Regions from separate parts of the Mus musculus genome. Here region 1 is linked to region 2. The links are chromatin contacts, called in public promoter capture Hi-C maps. All regions are on one chromosome and are shown on one strand. Each heading gives the region's core, a stretch centred on a gene start, on an enhancer-like site or on the middle of the called end of the contact. The rest is flanking DNA. Distances are from core to core; before and after follow the strand shown. Region 1 overlaps Bphl (biphenyl hydrolase-like (serine hydrolase, breast epithelial mucin-associated antigen)). Region 2 has its middle 21 kb from the start of Serpinb1a.

Evidence for each region. Promoter capture Hi-C pulls out the DNA fragments that hold promoters and counts their contacts.
Region 1: a contact with region 2 is called in a promoter capture Hi-C map of liver, with 2.9 times the contacts expected there. The contact joins two enhancer-like sites. A contact is called at or near these places in 2 of 39 promoter capture datasets (cranial neural crest and liver), 1 of 115 datasets of contacts at active chromatin or transcription factors (large pre-B cells) and 1 of 9 other capture datasets (embryonic stem cells).

Annotation. Positions count from the first base shown.
Region 1 is chr13:34,041,395-34,047,923 of GRCm38.p6, reverse strand. Bphl (biphenyl hydrolase-like (serine hydrolase, breast epithelial mucin-associated antigen)) reads right to left here. Exons shown (of 7, transcript NM_026512.1): 2 at 3,397-3,500; 3 at 972-1,138. Among named protein-coding and RNA genes, the nearest start is that of Bphl, 7.0 kb to the right of the region's middle. Within about 2 kb of position 1,368, at least 16 of the 459 cell types and tissues checked have an H3K27ac peak or open chromatin away from gene starts, as enhancers often do. A contact at or near this core is called in liver, where this site is marked.
Region 2 is chr13:32,826,584-32,833,576 of GRCm38.p6, reverse strand. No RefSeq gene overlaps it. Among named protein-coding and RNA genes, the nearest start is that of Serpinb1a, 21 kb to the left of the region's middle. Within about 2 kb of position 5,431, at least 23 of the 459 cell types and tissues checked have an H3K27ac peak or open chromatin away from gene starts, as enhancers often do. A contact at or near this core is called in liver, where this site is marked.

The sequences.
Region 1 (6,529 bases), core at 119-2,618, 1.2 Mb before region 2:
TAGTACCTGTCCTTTAGTACTTCTTTTGATGATGAACTGTGACATAGAAGTGTAAGCCAAATAAACTCCTTCCCATGTTGCTTTGGTCATGGTGTTTCATCACAACAATGGTAACCCTGCTAGGATAATCCCATCAAGGCTGAAGGCACGAGCATACAAGCAGCGGTGGCACCTTACCGTTGCCTTTCTTAATGTCCTGTTCCAGACATGGTTCTAAGCCTGAAGTCAGCTTGGATTGCAGGAATGGCAGAGCCTTACAGACAAGTCACCCTGTGAGATGACTCCTGAGCATCAACAGTCATGACTTCCTCAGGCTTCCCTGCAGAACCAGAACTGAGATAACACCAGACCACACCTTGACCAGGACAGCTTAATTCTGTAGACTTCTTGCTACCTCTCCAGTTCTTGCTCTCCCTAAACCTAAAGCTCATGTCAGTACCCTGAAGATGGTCCGAAGGGCTTACTTTCCATCTTCTCCAAATGGCAGTTTTGGTTTTAGAACACTTTCCTGTCTCTTCACCAGCATTTCTTGTTGCTTTTTTTGGGTGGAAGCCATGGAGTTGAACCTCTGGTTTAGGACTCCATTTTCATCTGTATAAAGCTGTGTATTTTGCTATGTGTGGTGTGGTGTTGTAGGCCTGCAATCCTAGTATGTCAGAGCCTGAAGCAGAAGGGTTGAGATCTCAAGGCCCATTAAGACTATACAATGAAAATCTGTCTCAAACCAAAGTAACACAAAACAAAACTAAAACTGCACTTATGCCAGGAGACTGGTGGGAAAGGCAGAGCCTTGGTGTCTTGGCAGTAGCATCATTAGATAGCTGGGCTCTGTTTTTACTTGGTCCTTTAGCTCTTCCTTATATTAGACTCACTTGGTATTGCCTTTGTAAAAAGAAAGAACACCAGGAATTAGAACAAATAAAGATGGGCCCAGTCATCTCTCCCCACTCCAGCACTTCTCTGGGTCTCACCTTCATCAAGTCAACAGCATCCTTTGCATCCCTTTCAAAAAAATCCCGTGGAAAATCTCGATCTGGGGGTCTGGAATATCCATATCCTCGAGGGTCCCAGGCCACCAATGTGAAGCGCTTCTTATTTAGGCTCTGAAGCTGAGGTGCAAAATCGGTCTTTCCGCTACCTGAAAACACCCACTGGGTTACGGTCCACTGAATGTTCTCAGCATAGCCAACACCAGAGCAAAATAGAAGCAGTAACAATTTTAAAAGACAGTTCTTGGTGCTCTAAAAAATTAACCAGAAAAACCCCTAGTGGGGGTGGGGAGTTGTGTTGCAATGGCTCCACACAGAGGCGCATTGCCAAGCCTGATGGAGTTAGGACCTGTCTCCGGTCTCCCTCTAGTGGTAATTTTGAGGAAGACATAGGCCCAGAGTGAGGCTCGGGACCAGTATTTTTGAAGCGCTTTTGACAGCCTTACAGTTTAGTCTTCCTATGCCTCCTTTGGAAGGATTAAATAAACCTTACTGAAATAAACTTTCAAATTTGATAGTTTCTGGGTATTAGCTCTCTAAGGACTTAGAAATGACGGAGATCCCAATGGCATACAGGTAGAAGTGTCATATTCCAGATGTTTTCAAATAAGCTAATATAAATGCCTTTTAAGAGTAAGTAGAAGTAAATGAAAACCCTGAAACGTGTGTGTTTAAGAAATCAAATTGTATTTTATCAAACCAGCACGAAGGGGCCTATGCCAAGAGCCTGTAATGGCCCTGTTAATCCCCACCAGCTCAGCCACCAGAGATGTGGTGTGCTCACATCCATCTTGTGTGTGTGTGTGTGTGTGTGTGTGTGTGTGTGTGTGTGTTTGTAAGGTCACATACTAAGAGCTCTGTCCAGGGGAAAGTCCACACTGACTGAGCAGTTTGTTTGATTTCTAAGCACTCAGAACTTGGGCCACAAATATACAGCCAGCCAAGTTCACTTACTATCTAGGTCCATCACACAAATCATTAAAAAACCCACACCAAAAGCAGGTCAATGATTGCCAGCCCTTGTCTCCGGCTTTCTCACAGGAGTTTCTTGTATGCCCTTGAACTAGAAGTATCCTAAAGGAGGGCAAAAAGTAAGGGGTTGGAGGGGTGGTGAGATCAAGCTAGAATAACAGTTTCACCAATAAGGAAACATTTGCTTTCTAACACTGGGCATGCACTCGGAAACTAGGGCCAAGAGCACTAAAACCTTAAACAAATATTTAGGGAACAGACATAATTATCAGTACATGATTCTGCGGGGCACATGGGAAACTAGGGGACAAGGTAGGGGAAAGACTCCCACTGCTCCATTTTAAAGCTGTGGGATCATGCCAATACTTTCCAGAAATGAAAAAAAAAATTATACTGGTGGATGTTTTGTGTAGTTAATGCCGCAGTGTTAGAGTAATTTAAAATCATCTCTAATATGGTAAACTGCTTTTGCTGATGGTTTAATTGGACACCAGCTTTTGGAGTATACATCTCCTTCATTTCAGAAGCTTAAGAAACGGGTGCTAAGTGTCCCAAGCCTCTCACTTGCCGCAGTGGTACTGTGTCAGCAGGGGCCTGGAGAGCAGGGTCAAGGGGAGCTGAAAGTTTTAGCATGTGACCTTTAGGAGAAAGAGGCAAATCACAATAAATCTCTACTGGGATTACACAAATACCAAAAAGAAAAAGGAAGCAAGCAAGCAAGCAGCAACCCTAAAATCCCCCAAATCATGGCGCACCCTCTCTGGAACTTTCTAAACCCGAACTGCTTTTCCATAAAACAGGACTGAGATTCAGCTCCACACACTGCAGGTGGTGACGTGCTCATCTGAGTCTGAGTTTAAACTAGACCAGGCATGGTGGCACAAACCTGTCATCTAAGTGTTTATGAGGCTAAGGCAAGTGTGAGCTTTAAAGTAAGACCCTGTTAGGAAAAGAGTCTTTTAACACTCCCCCTCCCCCCCACACACCTATTATTTTATTAAACAAATCCAACACACCTGGTCCGGATGCATCCTGGCCTGGTTTTGGTAATGTAAGTCTCACATTCCAGAAAGGAATGTCCCCTTGGGTACCAGACAAACTAACTGGGAGGGCTGGTCACCACCTTACTGTCTTCACCATCTGCTCCTTCTTTGGACCCCAGTTTCCTCGACCCCTCTAGTCCTCCCAAGTAATAGGACACCGTTTTCACAGTGTGTTTCAGTGGGGGAAGAAGTGGGTAAAAGAGTAAGAAATTAATCCAGTAGAGAGTTATTTACTTTTCTAGATCATTCGACTTTGAGCAAGGCAAATATTCCTTAAGAGTTTTTTAGCAAGCGCAAACATGAATGAATGATGGATGCTTGGCATCTAGCATCGAGATCCATCGCGGAGAATCTACAGCCTGCAGAAGCGGTCCATGAGAATCCACACATACCCAACATCCCAGGAAGCAGGAGGATCGCATGTTCCCCTTCTCCCACGCGCTGGTAATGCAGGTGAACGCCATTCACAGCCACCTTGGCAGAAGTTACTGCAGTGCTGGAAGAGAAAAGAATTCCCGGAGGAAGACTTATTTACCATGCCAAACTGGTATATTTAATATTTACTATGACAGGGTATCATGCGTGAGTTAGCATCAGTACCCACTCGAGCACACATCACTGCTTTGGTTTGTGCCTCAGTTTTCCCATCCAGGTTGTGTCTTCATAACAGACTGCAAATCTGAACAGGGACTTCCTGTTTTGACCCACTCTGGCACCCGGGAGCTTGACCTCTGACCTAGTTAGATATTTTTTCTTCTTCTGGTCAACTTGACACAAACCTGGGTCCTCTTAGAAAAAAGGAACTTCGATTGCCAAAATGCCTCCGTTAGATTGGCTAAGGGGCTAGTCTATGGGACATTTTTAAACAGTTATGACTGATGTGGGAGAGCCTAGCCCACTGCAGGTGATGCTATTCTTAGTCAGGCAGTCCTGGGTTGTACTAGAAGACTGGGCAAGCAGCCTTTGTCCATGGCCTCTGCTTCAGCCCTTGACCTTATGACCTTCTTGGCCACTCCCATGATAAAGGGCGGTGACAAGAAGGATATGGGGAGGGGGCATGCCAGGACAGAAGAATTGCTCTTCTTCTTGTGGATTGGCAGTGAATTTAAGTCAACCACTGACTTGCTTTTCCTTCTACATACCTGATCCCATCTCTGTCCTTGGTCAAAATGATTACCAAAATGTGGTACTTTTAAAAAACCGAGGTTTTGCTTCCCTGTGCTGGTTTTATCTGATTCACTAACTTCAAGTATAAACAACACAAGCTGGGCATAGTGGCACACATGAAGACCCAGCACTTAGAGGGTAGAGAAAAGAGGATTACACAAGTTCAAAGTCAGCCTAGGATATGTAGGGAGACTCTGTCTTAAACAGTAGCAATAAAATCAGTAAAGAATGTGTGGTGGTTTGAATATGCTTGGCCCAGGGAGTGGCACTATTGGGAGGTGTGGCAATATTGGAATAGGTGTGGCCTTGTTGGAGGATGTGTCTTACTGTGGGAGTGGGTTTTGAGGTCCAGACCCTGCCATGCCTCCTACCATGACAAAAATGGACTGAACCTCTGAAACTGTAAGCCAGTCTCAATTAAATGTAGTCCCTTATAGGAGTTGCCCTAGGTCATGCTGCCTCTTTACAACAATGAAACCCTAACTAAGACAGAATGTATGGTGACGCTTGCTTTTAATCCTAGCACCAGGGAGGCAAAGACAGGCAATTCAAGGCCAGCCTGGTCTACAGAGTAAGCTACACGACAGCAAGGGCTACATTGAGATATCCTGTCTCAGGAAAAAAAAAAGAAAAGAAAAAAAGAAAAAAAAAAAGAACGTGGGCACGTGGGAATATGTGTTGAACATTGGTACATCTAATATAAGCATATAAATGTTCTTCTCCTGGATATTGTATGACAAAATTGGGAAATAAGAAGGCTCATCTACACAAACATCAGAGGGGCAATAATAAAGCCAATGTTGCCAATTTGTTTTTGTTAACATCCTATTCCCCTGGAGAATTGAGCGTTATTGTTAGGAAGGCTTTAAGCATCTTAGAATCGAGACAGGAGCAGAAAACATGTTTTCTACCGACAAAGACGCACTTCAACACAGTTCACTTATGGGCACATCTGCTTTGCTCCCGACCCAGCAGCCGAGAAGACAAAGCCGAGAGGATTTGGCCAGGGAGGGTTGGCTTAGGCTGGAGGCCCCTGGGCCAGATAAAGTTTCCTTTCTCTGTTCCCTGTTTCTGATATTAAATGAAGCAGCTGACTGGTGTTTACTGGGCAGTAAAGCACAAAGTACCATCTCCTCCTTCCATTGTTCCTCAAGCACAGGAGCTCTTTCAGGGTCTTCCTTCCCTGCAGGACCAAGAACGTGCTTGTCAAAGCCATAGTGCGCTATGCAGGTGTTCAAAGGAAAGCCTTCCCCCATCATCCTGAGTGCACAGAGCCAGTGGCTTTGGGGGACTGGTGTTGCTGCCAGAGCCCTGAGGATCATTGCCTCTCCCTGGAGCACTGGTTCACAGAGGCATCCTTCAGCCCATTTGATCATACCCGAGCCTCTGGCAAAAACAGCAACAGCAGCAGCAGCAACAACAACAACAACAATGAAAATCTAACTTCTTCCTGCGTCTGGCTGGATCTAAGGTTTGGTTGCCCATTCCAGATTTCTTTCTAAATTATCACCACCTAGCAGGAGTATAGGGACATCAGGTAGCCAGAGTTCAGCTTACTAGAGACTGGGCATCAGGGAAGGATATGCATAGGCTTGGAACTGGCTCTGGTGGAGGGAACAAGAGAGGTCATGTCAGGTTGGGCAGCAGTGACTGAGAGGAGAGAAAAGTCTCTTTTGTGAAGAAATAACAAAGAAGGATAAAAATCTACATAAGAGCAATGCAGGAGAGCATCGTTGGGAGGCCACACGGCATGCTCGTAAGCAGAATGAGAGGACAGAGGGACAAGAGTAGGGACTGGATGATGTGGGGTTCTGCTGTACGTGTAATCGGTCCCTGGTGCTTCATCTTAGGCATCCAGTGTGCTGTCACACCAGAGGGACATGCACCACACCAGTCCATCCTGCCAAGCACTGCTTCCACGCTCCAGGGATGGGGAGGAGGCAGAGAATTATTTACAAACAAGATTATTAAATATTAATAAATTCTTCATTTCAAGTAGAAGGAAAGGTTTGTATTTAACCACAGGGTGGCTGAAAACTGCCTTATTTCTATAGAAATATATGATGAATCACTTGGGGTCATGTCAAGCCCAAAGCATTGGCTCTGGTTTGTGAGGAGGTCGCTTTGACTGTGGTCAGGCCTCTTGTAAACAGTGAACTACATGTGGAAAGGGTCGGGCATACAGCTCAAGCCTTTGAGGGCCCTAATGCTTGCTACTTCTGGAACCACATTCAGTACTGGATTTCTCAAACTCTCACGTAGGAATAAGGACAGAAACCCTCAGAAAGCTTAAAGAACAATCAACCCCCCCCCCTTTTTTTTAGGCAGTCAGAGGTTCTTTTTTGTCCCTTCCCTCCC
Region 2 (6,993 bases), core at 4,182-6,681:
CCCCTTGCCTTCCCTTTTCTCTTGGCTATTAAGAAACGCTTGTCCTAGATACAAGCAATTTTGTTTCCAGTTACACAGGAAACCATTGTCTTCCTGAGCTGTTCAACCACAGCTCGGTTGTGATGGCAATGAAACCCTTCAGAAGCCCTCTTTGTCGGCTCACTTTCTGAAAACAGTAAAGTGAACTCACCATCATGTGACAAGTCCCAATGAAAGACAGCAAAATGATTGTTTAGCTAATACTGCTAAAATTCCCACCAGCCCAGTAAGAAAAGTTACCCCTCTATAGGAAAGATCCCGGCTCCTCTCCACCTCGACCTCTCCTGCCCTTGATTTTAACCTTCACTTATGAGAACAGACTGTCCTAGTCTTCTGGGGGGCAGATTTTGCTTCATCTTGATTAAAAATAATGGCAAAGATTCAAAAAAGGGAGATATATCTCATACTTATCTACATACTAGAATATTTTTAAGCTTCTTTAATCCTCTCATCCGGCTAATGAGTTAGATGTAACATGTTCTCATTGTATGGATGATGAAACCAATAAAGAGATGTTACACAAGCTGTCCACAGTCTCAAGAGCCAGCTTTCAGCCCAGAGAGCCCGCCCATTCATCTATGCACTGACACTGTCTTGCACAAAGCCTCACACGGGGAAGGGAGGGAAGGATGGAGGGACTCTTCCAAACATGTCAGGACAGCCTCTAGGTGACTAAGCTTTGCTGTAGATCTTGGAAGTCATTGCTCACATCCATTTGTCAGTGTTTCTGAATCCTGGAAATGCCTAGCAGCTGGAGACAAGGGTGAGCAGAGCAGACTTTCCTGCCATAGACTATTTTAACAAGGAAAAGACAGGATGAGGGCTCCAAGCATAAAAGGCAGGCTCTGTGGAACACAGATTCAAGAAGAAAGGAGATTGTCAGTCATAGAGCAGATCCCACAGCCATGGAAATGAAGACCGTGGCCCAGTATTCTGTAATGTTCCTTCAAATCCAACATTCTACAGACTTCATGGACCTGGGAATGTACGGGACTCACTGGTCAAATGTTGGTGATCTAACAAGAATAATATAAGGGAATTTGGCATCAACTGGTATAGGGAGCAAAGGAAGGCTTGCGTGAGTGAAATCCTGAGGAGATATGGATTTTTATCATGGCCAAGGCTTTGTGGAGGACAGCAAAGGCCTGCCAGACACATGGCCAATTGACAAAGCTATTATCCATATGGGCCAGGCTGGGCGCAGCTGTGTCAAGGATGCCCAAGGCCTCACATGGGAAATAGGCAAAGCTGTTTCGCATATGAGCCAGGCTCAAGAGAAATTGCAAGGCTTTTCTTGGGAGTTCTGGTGTACTGTTTAGGAAGACTGATAAGTGTCTACAAAGTCTAGTAACTGTATTTCCTTCTCCCAGTGTGTACAAAGGCTAGCAACTGTATCTTCCTCCTCCGCAGTGTTTACAGACTGACACTGCTCATGCAGATCTCCTACCCCAGAGCCAACTAGCCCCGCCTTCTGTACCTACCTAATTTGGTTTCAGGTTGTGGAGAACTCCCACAGGACCCCAGTTTCACTGTCTGTGAGTCACATGCCCTTGCTACCTCTGGCCAGAGTTCTGGGACCCAAGTAAGTAGGGAGATGGCAACCTGGGTTCATTGTACTGAGAAAAAAAAAAAAAAACTACAATCACAGTATAATTTTAAATACACAAGAGACAAAGTGTTCCAGTCAGTGAAACAGATGCACAGTTCTCAGAGAGGCAGAAGTTATGTTTACAGACAGAATGGGTGAGCTGGGTGCACTGGTTCTTTGGAAGAGTGTCCACCCTGATCCACTCATAGCTCAGTCATTCTTATTCAGAGATTTACAGCCTAATATTGAAGATTGCCAAGGGTTATTACTGAAGGCTATCTCTTTGACAACCAACCATGTTGCCTGGCAACAATTTCCTTGTTGATTTATTATCTCTTCTTATCATTGTTTCTGTAACTTCCGCAAATCTATCCCTATTCTGTTCCCTCCCACATGAAATAAAGTTCCTTTATATTCTGGGCTTGCCAGGCAGCAGGAGAAAATGATGGCTTCATCAGACTTAATTGTGACATAAAAAGCTGGATGCTTCGCTATTATTTCAGCCCCAACTTCAGTTTGACTTTAAGGCATTACTTGAAATTCCTATCGACTATTAAAGCAACACTCGCAAAATCTTGTGACAGCTATCGCAGTCAGGATGGAAGAAACTGGGATGTGAAATTTCACGGTTTAGCTTCTCGTGTTGGGAGGATCTGATCAGAACTAGACTGCCTACAGGGCAGGGGTGGGGTGGGGTAAGGAGTCCAACCTTTGAACAATATAAAGCAGGAGGGTACGTGGTTCCTTTTTCTAGTGGTCAACATGCTGAAAGAGTCTTAGGTAGAACAGTTGAAATTTGAGGGATGTATTGTGACAGAAGTTAGGTTCATTTAAGCCATGAGGAATTTCGTTTTCCTCTGTGTGTGTGTGTGTGTGTGTGTGTGTGTGTGTGTGTGGTATGTGTGCAGGTACATGTGTGTGGTGGTCCAAAGTGTTCTTAATTACTATACCTTATATATCAAAGCAGACTCTTCTCCCTAAACAAGCAGCATGCCATTTCAGCTGGTCTCACTAGTCAGTTTCCTTCAGGGATCATCTGCAAGGATTACCAGCGGCTGCTATGCCTACCCAGCTTTTACATGGGTTCTTGGGCTCTGAATATCTGTCTTCACAGTTGCCTGGTAAAGAACTTTACCCTCTGAGCTATTTCGTCAGGCCCCCGGAAAGAAAGTTAGATAAGTCATTCCTGGTGGATCTCAGAGCTTCAATGCTCAGAGGTCTGATAATGTCTGGAACTCTGCAGGCAAGCTGCATCAGTTGCCTTCATATTTGACATACTTGTGTTGGAAGAGGAAATGTTTAGACCACTTGTCCCCAGCTAATGGTGCCATTATTACATATGCATATACATACATATTATACAGTCCAATTACAGACTGTGGACCCTTTACAGAGTAGACCCAAGTGGCAGAAGTCATGGTGGGCGAAGTAATGCCTAGCCCCCAGTTCCTGTGGAGCTCTGTTTAGTGTTCTTCTGGGACATGAACAGTCGCCACTACATTTACTTCCTAAGCAGTAAGCTGACCCGACACAACTTCCCTGCCATGATGGTTCTCCCAAAATTTTACTCCCTTACAGTTATTTAGTCATAGCCACATAAAAGTAACCAATGCAAGCCTCTTTAAGATGATAATACTTGTCATGAAAATAATAATCTTTAGTTGCCATTTACTTTGTAGTGATGATATGTCACTTTTATTTTGGTGGGGATGAAGAATATGCGCCCAATATCTGACAGAAGAGGATTTTGAGGGCTCTGGGCTCAGGAGAAAATGACTGGGTGATGCTGACTGGGACAGCCTTGTTGTACTGTGACTTTACTAACCCCGAGTCCACAGATCCTGAACAATTACAGACTTATTTTGGTTTCCCCTTCTTCCTCATCAGCATGCTACTTTCATCGTCCAAGGGGGAAGATTCAAAATACACTGAGACAAAACTGATAAAAATGAAAGAAGGCGTCAAATCTACCAGTATAGTAAGAGACCACAGCACAAGTGTCTGGGGAGACAGGACTCTTGAAACAAACTAGCGTTGTAAGGATGCCTGATTTGGGTGGTTAACTGCAGGACAGTTCTTCAGGGGACCTTGGACCAATCTAGTCCCTTAGCTACTTCTCAAAAACAAAAATTCTCAAAGTTAGGAATACAACAGCTTGAGAAGAGGACCCTCTTCTAGAAACCAGATGGCTCTCTGTGCTCTTAGTGCAGCTTGTCAATTATCCCTGGGAAAATAAAGTCCAGGATAGCATGCTTTCTGGGCTACATCAGTGGTGGTGCATGGTAGGAAATCCATCTACTCTGTTAAGCATTCCTGAGCCTGAAGGCTCAGTTCCCAGGGCACCCTGCACTTCCAATCTCTTGCTGCCTGCCTGAAACTCACTGCCTGTGAATATGTTGTATTTTACCAGATGCAGGTAAGTCGATATCAGTGCACAGTAAGATGGCTCTACAAAACCTTTTTAGACCTGTTTCCAGCAAAGATGTTAAGACAACTGACTGAATGTCATGGAAGTTTGATTAAGTACATAGTGCAGACGAGTCAACTTTGTTACTCACATGTTATGAAAAGTGTCCTGTCTTGTTACAGTGTCTGTATCTACAATTCACTTTTTAAAACTGTGCTATTTCTGTGCTTGTAGACACAGTATAAAGCACTTAATTCAGTGAAGCCTGGGTGTTCTTAAGCCTGCCTGCTTTAATGGAAAAAGTCATGATCGAATGCATCATCTGATAAACTGTAATTCCGGTCTTTTTATCACCACCATGGTCAAGTTGCTGTCACACTGCAGGAATTAGATTAAGTGACTCAGATGTTCCTTTCCTGTCCTACGATGATATGTCCTATGGCTGAATCAGAGATTATCACCCAGCTCCACGTATTCATGTTTTAAAACACAAGGAAAACAGTCCCCAGAAGGAAATCACAGAATCAATGTTTAACACATGTGGCTTTGCAGGTGTCAGAACAGCTGTCAGAGCAGGTCCTAGCACAGCAAAGCAATGCCAGCCATTTCTATAATTCTCAGGACCAGAAAAAAACACTTTTACTATAACCAGGAAGGAGAGTGCACAGGGGATTTTGAGTTCTGTGAAAAACACTTTCCCTGTATCCTGGTATTTTGCCACTGCCAGTTGGTACCTGTCACATATGTTGGTGCTGCCATAGATTGTAATGGAGAGCCCACGTTCCTATGGCCTAGCTCCATTATGCACCGTGCCTCACTTGTGTTTGTGGTACAGCTACAGCCAAGAAACATGTTGCACTGCCTGGGGTGCAAAATACACTACTTGCTTAGTGATTGGACATGTTTGTTTTGAGGCAGGATCTTACAAATTGAAAAAGTCTGTCCCCAAGTAACAGCATAGAGTATAGTATGATACCGGCATTGTGGTAGGTTTTTAAAGTCATTATCGGAAATAGACAGAGACAATGGCACACACTGGTTAATCCCAGCACTCAAAAGGCTGAGATGAGGCGCTCAGCGCTGCAAGATGAGACCCTGTACATCTCAGTTCTCAGTGATGAGGTTCCATTGCAATTAAGTTCCTACAGATGAGGAAGGGGAAAAGCAAAGATGACAACCTTGACCACGAATCAGCCCAGCCAGGGTTTGAATTCCAGCAGACTCACTCTGGGTCCATGTTCCTCAGTGTGCATGGATGGCTGGGCTATTGATAGAACCCTGGCGATGGGGGCAGAGGGCAAAGGTTGGCAGGCGGAGTGTGCAAAGGGATTCATTTCTCTCATAAAGTACAGTTCCTAGGCTGTCCATTCTTTCACTGCCTGTGTGGATGGCACAGATGGAGAGGTGCAGGACATGAACTGTGCGCCCCCTGGTGGTTCAGATTGTAGCTGCTAAACAGGTGGCATAAGTTTCCAATTTTCATATGCACACATACGTTTAAAAAAATGTCCAGTGTTGGGGGCTGGTCTGGTGCTGCTATGTATTCAAATGCTAAATACTGGCCCCCAAGACCTGGCTGCTCTTGACAAACATATCCTCATGTACACCAAGTGAGTCTATGTAAACTTGGCTCCCCAATTTAAAGCTATTGGCTAAATAAAAGTGGCTACAGCCAATCACTGGGGAGAACAGAGGTAGGTGGAGTTTCAGTTACTGGGCTGGGGGATTGCAAATAGGGACCACAAGGGACAGAGAAAAGTAGAGTCAAGGAGGGAGATGGAGAGAGCAGGAGATGTGATGGGCCAGGAGAACATGCCCATCCCACCCCCAAAATAGACTGCTGGAGAAGTAACTTGGGTAAGACTCAAACAGCAAGCACCACTGGCAAGAGCAGCTAGGAAGTAGCCAGTTTGGCTTTAGAAAAATATATTAGCAATTGTGCAAGAGCTGATTAAGTAAATCCATACAACTCTGCCTGGGTTACTAGGGGGCTGTCCAGGTTGTATCAATAACTAACAGAGTATATTAAACTCTATTTACCGTATTGTAACCAAGAGGACATATATTGAACCATTCACAGTAGTTACCACTGAGGAAAAATGGTTTATTTCCACTACTTTTTGCATAATTTTTGTAGTGTTCAAACACTGCTTTTGCAACCAGACAAATCAACTCTTGAAAGGTCACTTTATCTGTCCTGTTGATCACAAACAGTAAGACAACCTTGGCCTGCAATGGTCACTAGGAACTTTGCTCCAGCCTCAGCCTGACCCCTGCTGGAGAGAAGCTTTGAGGACTAGCCTGATTTCCAGACATTACATAGACCCCAGGGAAACGTTATCCATTCGTTTTATTATTTAGCAAATATGTACTTTCACATTCTACATGCTAAGCATGAGAGATACACAAAAACAAATCAAAGGCAAGGCTCATTTAAGAACTATACAAGTTTTCTGTTTCTACATGCTTTTTATCCTATCTTCCTTACTGACAAGTTCAGATTTGGCTGCCATTGGGGGGTGTCTCTCTGGGTATGTGTGTGCTGCTTGTAATTAGTGGCCAAGAAGCTACCAACTTGAGTGTGTTGCTTACATCTGGTCATTTTACTGTTCAGATATTTTCTCTAGTGCCTGAGGTATGCAGGAATAGCCTCCTCTTGAGAGTAGCTGCATTCTCCACATTTCCCTTTACCTCCCCCAGCCCATGTGCGTGTCTGTGTATGGTTGGGTGCATGTGGTGGGGTGCACACACATATGCATGCGATTGCACAGAGAGACACAAAGTTGACAGACGTTATATTCTTTGGTTACTATTTCATGAGGCAGGGCTTCTCAGCTAAACCTAACTTGGCAATTCTAGTCAAGCTAGCCAGCTTGCCCCTGGAATCCCATCTCTGATTCCTATGTGCTTGGGTTATAGGTGGTCATTAAACCTACCCTGTATAGCTCCTGCATGGCTT